2 separate regions of the Mus musculus genome follow, and region 1 is linked to region 2. Evidence: chromatin contacts called from public HiChIP or PLAC-seq data. All regions are on one chromosome and are shown on one strand. Each heading gives the region's core, a stretch centred on a gene start, on an enhancer-like site or on the middle of the called end of the contact. The rest is flanking DNA. Distances are from core to core; before and after follow the strand shown.

The links. HiChIP or PLAC-seq counts read pairs in DNA pulled down with a chosen protein or histone mark.
Region 1: an H3K27ac HiChIP or PLAC-seq map of trophoblast stem cells shows a contact between it and region 2, with 15 read pairs. The contact joins two enhancer-like sites. A contact is called at or near these places in 5 of 15 datasets of contacts at CTCF or cohesin (CD8 T cells, the NIH/3T3 cell line, pro-B cells and 1 more), 24 of 484 Hi-C or Micro-C datasets (the AML12 cell line, B cells, the Ba/F3 cell line and 16 more), 12 of 115 datasets of contacts at active chromatin or transcription factors (CD8 T cells, the HPC-7 cell line, T-cell acute lymphoblastic leukemia and 8 more) and 3 of 9 other capture datasets (adipose tissue, embryonic stem cells and liver).

Annotation. Positions count from the first base shown.
Region 1 is chr6:82,853,907-82,858,523 of GRCm38.p6, forward strand. No RefSeq gene overlaps it. Among named protein-coding and RNA genes, the nearest start is that of Gm32591, 25 kb to the left of the region's middle. Within about 2 kb of position 2,540, at least 45 of the 459 cell types and tissues checked have an H3K27ac peak or open chromatin away from gene starts, as enhancers often do. A contact at or near this core is called in extraembryonic endoderm stem cells and trophoblast stem cells, where this site is marked.
Region 2 is chr6:82,720,276-82,724,962 of GRCm38.p6, forward strand. No RefSeq gene overlaps it. Among named protein-coding and RNA genes, the nearest start is that of Gm32480, 7.4 kb to the left of the region's middle. Within about 2 kb of position 3,311, at least 82 of the 459 cell types and tissues checked have an H3K27ac peak or open chromatin away from gene starts, as enhancers often do. A contact at or near this core is called in extraembryonic endoderm stem cells and trophoblast stem cells, where this site is marked.

The sequences.
Region 1 (4,617 bases), core at 1,290-3,789, 130 kb after region 2:
CCTCCCACTGATACCAAGGTAGAAGATCAGCAATGACTTTTGTTCTCCATGGGAAATGACTCCACAAAGGTGTATGGCGAGGTGACAGCATTCAGAGGGGAAGCACAGAGATGTGGAGCATCCAAAAGAATAAGGATTCCAGCAAGGCGTGGTGGCTCACACCCATACATAATCCCAAACTTGGCTCAAGAGCCTGTCACAGGTATCCTGAATTCTAGGCCAGCCTGGGCTGTACAGTGAGACCCTTTCTCACAACAAAAATGAGGGTGCTACCAAAGGGAGCAGTAAGAAGTGGGGCCCCAGAATGGTTGTCAGGGGAAAGTAATGAAGATATAGTGAGTATATAGGGATGTAGTGAGGAAACTTAGGAAGAGAAATGGATAGTTTATCCAGAGCAGGGAGTTTTGCCACCCCCAGCTCCATGGGGACACACAGGCAGGAGACTTCACAACTGGGATGTGGTCTCCAGGGAATGAGAGGGGTGGAAAAAGACAGCGTGTCCAGTGTCTCCTGCTTCACGTGGACACTGCTGCACTAGGGCCAGCATGACCACCGTGAATGTGAGCCAGGCCTGGCTGCTCTTCCCAAGGTCAGCCTGCAGACTCTGCTTACCCAACCACGTGGAAATGAATCAGGGCCCCGCCAAGCTGCATGGGGCATGGGTGTGGGCTAGAGCCCTGGATACTTACACACGCCTAGAGAGCTGAGGTCATCAGACTCAACACAGCTGTCCTGAGAAGGCCAGGATTGACACCCAGTCAGACACACACACACACACACACACACACACACACACACACACACACACTCACACACACACACACACACACACACACACACACACACACACACACACACACACCATAAACTAAACAAAGAAAAACAAAGAAGGCAAAGCAGCTATAGCAGGAAGGGTTTTATTGGTTTTGTTTAGTTTGGCTTTTGTTTTTTGAGACAGAATCTCTCTTAAGTCTAGGCTGGCTTTGAACTCATGATTGTTCTGCCTCTGTCTTTTGAGTGCAGGGATTAGAGGCATGTGTGGCCACACACACACCACCACCACCACCACCTGTCACCTGCAGTAACTGGGAATCCTTACTGTGACTGCAATGGGAGCTGAGATGAGAGCTCAGATCCTGGGAAGCCATAAAAGACAGACAGCAGGCTTGGTGGCCACCTGTAACTCTAGTAGTCAAAGGCAGGGGACCATGGCAATGTGGATAGCTACATTAGACAGAATTGGCAAGGTCTAGGCTCAGCAAGAATCCCTGCCTCAAGAAATGAAATGGAGAGTGATCTAGGAAGACATCTTGCACCAATACTGAGCTTCCGCGGGCACACACACAGCCTCACATACATGTGCACCCATGTGACAAAAACACATGCAAATATACACACACACATGAATGCAAAGGACAAACAGCCTCTGAGCGGAAAGCAGAAAGACTCGTGATTTCTGCTGAGCTCTCCTACGCCCTTGCACCCTTCCTGAGTATTCTGCAGGGCACCACTGGAGCAGACCGAGGTGGAGAACCATGCCCCGTGGAGTCATCACTCTGGGCTTTCCTGAGTGTGGCAGTTCTCTATTCATATACCCAGTCACAACACAGGAGGGTCAGGGCAACTGGGCCGCACCCTGGGGCTGGGAGGAACTCTGAGCAGGATGACCTACTAGCCCAGCCTGATCCCAGCTATAAGCCAGGCCAGTAAGGCAGGGTGTCAGAAGAGCTCCAGCTGTGAGAGACAACAGGGTGAAGCCAGGGCCAGAGCCAGAGCGGAGGGAAAGGAAAGAGCATCAACAAAGCAGCCGCCCAGAAGCACAGCCAAGCAGGGTATCTATCGTGGGCACTTGTAGTGTTGCTCTAGAGTTTAGGAGGGTTCTCAGATCCGTAGCTGGGGAACGGAGAGATAGACAGCCACAATGAGGCCAAGGCCCTAGAAGGTCACCAAAAAAATGACTCAGGGACACAGGTCCAAGGGAAACATCTGGGTATTGCCTTGGATCTTGGAAGGTAGCCCTGAGTCACCATGTTAGATGAATGAAGGCAAAGAAGATGCTTGGTCCAAAGGTATAAGGAATATGGACCAGATGGCTGCCCGGGTGAGGGGTAGGGGCGGGGGACCTCGGGGACAACCACACGGCTAGGATACTGAATGAATTCAGATGGGAGGGAAGGGATTGAACCTAGAGTCTGTTTTCTGAACCTTCAACTGTACAACCAAGGTCTCTCCCAAGCCCACACAGTCTTTGTCCGATGTGAGCATGGTGTCCTACTACGCAGCAGTGATACCTGGGAGCTGCCACCGTTGGGAAAAGCTCTGCTTTCTCCTGCAGATGCAGCCCACACCTGGGCACATAGCCACGGGCAGAGGGTGGGGGACTTGAGGGCCTACTAGGTCAGCCTCTGTGGCAGTCCACACGCTGCATACCTGTGTGTGGACGCCCGAGCTCAGCTGCCGCCCTGTAGGGAGGACTGCCACAGCTCAGCTGCCGCCCTGTAGGGAGGACTCCCTAACTGATTCTTGTTCACAGGGGTTGGAATTTCAAGAATGGAAACTAGTAAAATCCCTTCCCCACCCTGCAGTCCCCAGGCCAGAACTGGAGAGAGGCTGATAAGCTGAGCCGCAGCCCGAAGGAAGCTAGAAGCCTGATCTGCAGGTTAATGGACAACTACCAGTACTTAAACATGCATCTCTCCCTCATCCGTGCTCCCCACCCACAGGACTGTACCCTGATTCTTTGCCCATCTCCTTTTTCTCCTGGCCCCTCTACTCATTGCTCCTCACTACCACACACACACACACACACACACACACACACACACTGGCATGTATCTGAGAGTCCTGCATGATTTCATCTCAGGCAGGCCCTTCACAAATGAGAAAAGACAGACACACCAGGAAGCCTCACACAGTGTCTCAGGGCATGTGGGGCGAGTGGGTGCTGGTTGTCTGGGTTCCCATCACAGTCCCATACATTCCCTGCCTCCGTGAGACACTAAGTCGTTTTACCTCCCTGTGCCTCAGTTTCTTTGTGTGTGAAATGAGGGTGGGGATAGCTGCTGAATGTGTGAGCTGGTTGTTTAAGTCTGTAAAAAGGCTGCGTAGGTCTAAAATAAAATAAAATAACACACAAACACTTCAAATAGTGCTCAGTATGAACCAGGGCTTCCAACATAGAGGATTCTCCTTCATAACCTTATCTGGAACTACAACCAACAATCTGTGGAACCCCCTCACACCCTCTTAAATAACTCATTCATTAGTCCGTTTTATCTATCTATCTATCTATCTATCTATCTATCTATCTATCTATCTATCTATCTATCTATTATCTGTATTTTGGCAGTGCTGGGGATGAAATCCAGGCCTTTAAACTTACAAGGCAAGTGCTTAGCCACATCCCATGCCCTTTCTCTGTGAATGCTTTTGTGTGTGTGTGTGTGTGTGTGTGTGTTGAGTGTGTGTGTGTGTGTGTGTGTGTGTGTGTGTGTGTGTGTGTGTGTTCCTGTGAGTATATGTGAAGAGGATGTGCATACTGTGTACATCTTAACCTCAGGTTTTACTCCTCAGAAGCTGCCCCTCTGTTTTTTGAGGCAGGGTCTCTTGCTGGCCTGGAGCTAGCTTCACAAGCTAGGCTGGCTTGCTGGTGATCCAGTAATCTAATTGTCTGGCCTCCGAGGCTCTAGGGGGATAAATGCATGGGTCAAAGCTGTGAGTTCTGGGTTTCAAGCAGGTCCTTTACTGACTAGGCTCTCATATCCTCTCACTCAGCTCTTTTGAGACAGGGTCTCTCTAGGCATGCCAGAACATGTCTGGAACTCAGTATGTAGCTCAGCCTGGCTTCAAACTCTCAGGATCCCTCCCTCCCTGAGCTTCCTACGTGCTGAGATTACAGGTGTGCACCACCACACCCAGCCAGCCAGCATCTCACGTGGTACAGTAGCCCTTTTATGAACTCACACAATAGGTCAAATTATACCACCTCACCTCGGAAATGCACTCACTCAGAGGTGTGACTTGACCCCACATGGCAGGACTCAGATGGCTAAGTCATCAGAGAATATGGCCAGAGATGTAATTGACCCAATGAGAGAACAGGCGTTTCAGACTGGACTGGACAGTTAAGGAACAACTGGCAAATGGTGACTGACCACATAGGGATATAGGCCAAGTCAACTTTACCTTCCCACTTTTCAATAGAAGTCCCTAAATACTGATATTTAATTGTGGCAACTCGTTTGAAGTTCTTTTTGTTCTTACTAGTTTTGTTTTTCAAGACAGGGTCTCTCTATGTACCCCTGTGACCCTAAAACTCACTAGGTAGCAGGCTGTTTTTATCTCCTGAAGGCTGGAATTAAAGGGTTGCACCACCATGTCTAGTCCCGGTTTTTTTTTTTGAAGTTCTTGAATATACTGCGTGGGCCAGACCAGGCCCAGTGGCAAATGGCTAGCTTCCTGTACTCGCCAGCTGCTCTCTCTGGGGGACACCCCAGGAGCCCACGGTGCCTGCCGACTGCATCTGCCTTTCCAGATGTAGACACTGCCCTGCTCATTCTGTTCCTTAAGTTTTATTGTAGTAAAACTGTGGTATACCTGTGATTCCAGCTACTTAGG
Region 2 (4,687 bases), core at 2,061-4,560:
TTTAGGAAGGAGTCAAGGCAGCGCAGCCTACCTTCAAACTCACAATACTTCTGTTTCAACTTCCAGAATGCTGGAATTAAACACCCAAGCCACCACGCCTGGCTTAGCTGATAGTCGCCTCATAAAGGGAAGGGAGGCATATTCCCTTCAAGATTAGGAATGAGACAAAATGTGTTATTACCACTTCCACCTGACCTGGCACTGAAGACCCCAGTAAATGTGGTAAGCTAAGTAGGAAAAGGTAGGGGCTTTGTTTGTTTGTCTGTCTGTTTTTTGTTTCGTTTCTTTGTTTGACTTGAACCAGGGTCTTACTAAGTAAGTAGCCTAGGGCATCCAGGAACTCAATTTGTAGACAAAACTGGCTTCAAACTCATGGAGATCTGCCTGCCCCTGCCCTTGCCCTTGCCCCTGCCCCTGCCCCTGCCCCTGCCCCTGCCCCTGCCCCTGCCTCCCCAGTGCAGAGTCTAAAGGCATGCACCACCACCACCCGACAAAAGGGCAGGTTTAATGATTTAAAAGTTAAAACTTGCATTCGTTGTAGAACTATGACCACCTACATGCAAAACCCAAGAGAACAAACTACCTATTGCAATAATAGAGGTCATCAGGGCATGACAGCTAGTGCTCATAATCTCCGGAGTCTGAGGCAGGACCTTGCTGTGAGGCTAAGCTGTAACATCATGAGTTCTAGGTCAGCGTGGGACACATAGTGACACCGTGTCAACACAACCCATGGCCCAAAATATAGTTTTAAAATCAATTTCAAATGTTTAATATTTCTCTGCAATAGCAGTTCTTGACCTGGAGTGATTTTCCCTTATAATATATTTGACTTAGTTAGTAAATAAATATGATAGATTCAGGGGGCCAGAGAGATGGCGCAGTGGTTAAGAGTACTTGCTGCTCTTACAGAAAACCTAAGTTCAGTTTTCAGCACCCACAAAGAGCAGCTCACAACCACCTCGAACTCCAGATCCAAGGGGATTGGATGTCTTCTGAGGGCTGCTGAGGGCCATGCACACACATGGTATCTCTCTCTCTCTCTCACATACACACACACACACACACACACACACACACACACACACACACACACACACACACACATCCCCAATGTACCATTAGCAAGTTAACAATGGTTAGAAAACTAGATACTGTCAGGGTATTTGCTGCTCAGGGAAGTCTGGACAGGGGCAGCCTGTCATCACAAGAGCCCAGTATAGCACACATGTGCCCCATTAGCCATAGTGAAGTTTTGAGTGGATGCCCAGAGAAGTGATTACAAAGACATTTGAGGGACATCCTGGTTAGGGCAAAGGGGCTGGCGGTGTCCCTCCCTTCACATCACTCCGCCTCCCTTCGCATCTCTTTCCCTTTGTGATTGTCCTCTGCTCAGCTCCAGCATGGCTGGAGTGGGGCTGGGCAGAAAGGGGATCTTGAGAGGCAGGCAAGTATGTACCTGGTGAACCTTTGCTAAAAAAAAAAAAAAAAAAAAAAAAATCTCTTCTGATGAAGTTCTTTGCCCTGAACAGTCATCAGAAGAAAGGCTTATCCAGGACTTCAGCAGGGTTCCAGAGTGTTAGATCAGAGTCTATCATGACAGGGACACCACAGCAGCAGGCAGCCAAAGCATGAAGCCAGGAGACCACACTTTCAAATAGCATAGCTCAGGTAGTCTAACAATGCCGGTCTTACAGCGGAAAGACCGATACTCTGGAATTGCTCAGACCACAAGAGTAGATGTCTTAGCAGATCCAGGCTGTGCTGGAGTCCTGGGAGACTCCTGGAGAGCTGCTGAGTTCCAGCCTACATTGGAAGAAGTTGAGCTTAGTCCTGGCTGTAGCGACTGCGTAGATGGGCATCTCGGTGAGAATGGGGCAAGCTGGCCAAAGGGAAAGCTTCCCTGCACCCAGTCCTGGACTAGAAGGTGGGATTTCCTCCTTCAACTAATCTGATGAAGAAAACCCTTCACAGGAGAGTGCTGGACTCTTGGGGTCTAGTTGGTTCTAGATGTAGCAGAGTTGACAACCAAGATTAGCCATTACAAGGGGCTTAAAGCCACGGTATCTGTGTAGCCATTGTTGAGTCAATAGTACATCTTCACCCATGAGAAAACAAATGGGCAGACAGGACATACACAGAACAAGACATTTGTAGCTACTAGAAGTAATGAAATAGATGCAAACACAGCAATGTCTATGGGCCTTAAAATGTGCCAGACAAGTAGGGAGCCCAGTGGGTGGAGATACCTGCCTATGACTCGAACAACATGAGTTTGATCCCAAGACCCACAGGATGGAAGAAGGAAGCTGATTCTAGGTTTTCTTCTGGCCTCCCCATGTACGTACACACACACACACACACACACACACACACGATAGATAGATAGATAGATAGATAGATAGATAGATAGATAGAGATAGATAGATAGAAATATGTAAACAAACCCTGCTTTGAGAGAGGACACAAGACTCTAGCCAACTATGTTTTGTGTGTTTTTATTAAAGCATCACAGAGAGCTAAGGATCTATCATTTAGTTTAGAGCACACAGCATTTTCAGGCCCCTGTATTTCATCCATGTCCTTAGAAAAGGAAATAAAGAAAACCAGAGACGGCACGAAACAATGTATGCCTCATCCAGACTCGTACAGAAACGAGGTGGCGTCAAGCAGGGTGCTCAGACTGCCGATGGTGAGGGAAGAACAAAAGAGACATGGCTCAGAGGGAAATTGGAAAACAGAAAAGCAAAAGCGGATTGTGCAAAGGCTAGAAAATGCTCTCAACACCGGAGTGCCTGTGTTCCAGCCTGTGGCACCTGGGGCCCAGCCGAAGAAAACAAAACAGGGAGACAGGCTGCCTGGGGTTTGGCTGGGAAACTGCTTTCCAAGCTGGGAGCAGTGTGAGTGCAGTCTGCTTGCTTGGAGGAAACTAATTTTTCCTTGGGAGGATGGGGAGTCAGCCTAGGAAAGAGATACACGTGCTATCCGGGACATTGAGGGCCTCACCGCAGGTAAATGTACCCTAAATCGCACTAAAATATTCCCTGCTAGTCCAATGTTAGGGTCTGTGCGGAGCTGTCTGTGCCCCAGCCCCATCCATGGGACATAACGAATGTAGCTTTTCCATCCCGCTGCCAGAGGCCAAAGTGACCTGGGGAAAGAGGTGCCCACACTGTGCTGAGCAGTATGGCTGATGTTACAGACAGGAACAAGCCAGCTGCAAAACTCAAGAGGCCCAGAGTGGGGAATCTGTAAGAATCTGCTTTGAGGCAGAAAAGCCAAAGAGGCCTCTAAGCTGGGGGGTGGTGGCACATGCCTGGAATTCCAGCGCCTGGAGGCAGGAGAGTCACTTCAAGGCCATCCTCATATACTTAAGTCAGTGGAATGAGCTTTAGAAAGCCAGGCTGGAAGGGAAAACAAAGGACCCACGTGTGCACCAAGAAACGCAGTCCCGCTTGATCATGGACTCAGATTCAGTGTAGGATAAAACTGGACCTCCATGTGTGAGTGGATGTGTGTGTTGTGTAGATCAGAGGACAACTTGTGAGAAACCAATCCTCCCCTTCTGTGGTGGGCTCCAGGGATCAAATCAGATTTGCATATCAAGTTCCTTTATGCTCTTAACTATCTTGCCAATCTTATCACTTTTTTAAGGCAGTGTTTTCTGAAATGTAAAGGCTAGAAAAGTCCCAGACATGCACTCACGGGTGCATGTGAGAAAGTGAAAGGATGGGCTTGGCTGTTTTTCCTCAGCTGTCCACCTTGTTTCTCAAGACATGGTCTCTTATGGCCTGGAACCTGTTGGGTAAGCTAGGCTTGCAGACCAGTGACCTCCAGGGATCCACCTGCCTCAGCCTCCCCAGCCCTGGGATCACAAGGGCAGACCGTCTGGACCTAGTCTCACCGTCCTGCTCCTGTCACTTCTTTAGCTTGTAGTGGCTCCTACCTGTAGCTCCAAGTTCTTGGAAGGATAAAGAGGCCTGCCAGGTTTATGACCAGCCTGATCTACATAGCAAGATGCGGGTCAGCCTGGGGGTACATAGTGAGCCTGTCTCACAAAAGGACTGTCTATAAATGCATCCTCACAGGAGGGTTAAGAGTGCAAGACCAAAGAGCGCAGAGCATGCTGGGCTACAAGGGGTTCAAGTCTACACACTGAGCAACCCAGTGTTTTATACTCAAAAAAGTATAAAACAAGTGTGGTCAGGTGTGGTGGCACATGCCTGTAACCCCAGCATATGGAAGGCTAAAACTGGTCCAGGAGTCTGAGGCCAATCTGGGCTACATGAGACCCCATCTGAAAGTGGTGTTGGGAGAACCAGGGGTGAAGTCCACTGAACAGGTGGCCCTGGGTTCAAGGCTCAACACTAGTCCCATTCTCTCTCTCCCATCTCATGAGTATTTGGTCCCCGGTTAGTGCTGCTGTTTGGAGGGGCTTAGGGGGTGTGCCTTTGTTGGAGGAATGTGTCACTGGGAGCTGCAGAGGGTTTAAGGACTCACACCACTCTGTCTTTACTGCTTGAGGCTCAGCTTCTGCTCTCAGCATCTGATCGTTCACGGCGCTTATCTCCGCCATAGAAAGCAATCACAGGATCCGACCCCCACAGGCTTCAGAATTCCAGAATCCGTCTCCACGGACACTGAAAGATAACAGGCCACTCCAAATGTATCGACCCCATCAGTGATT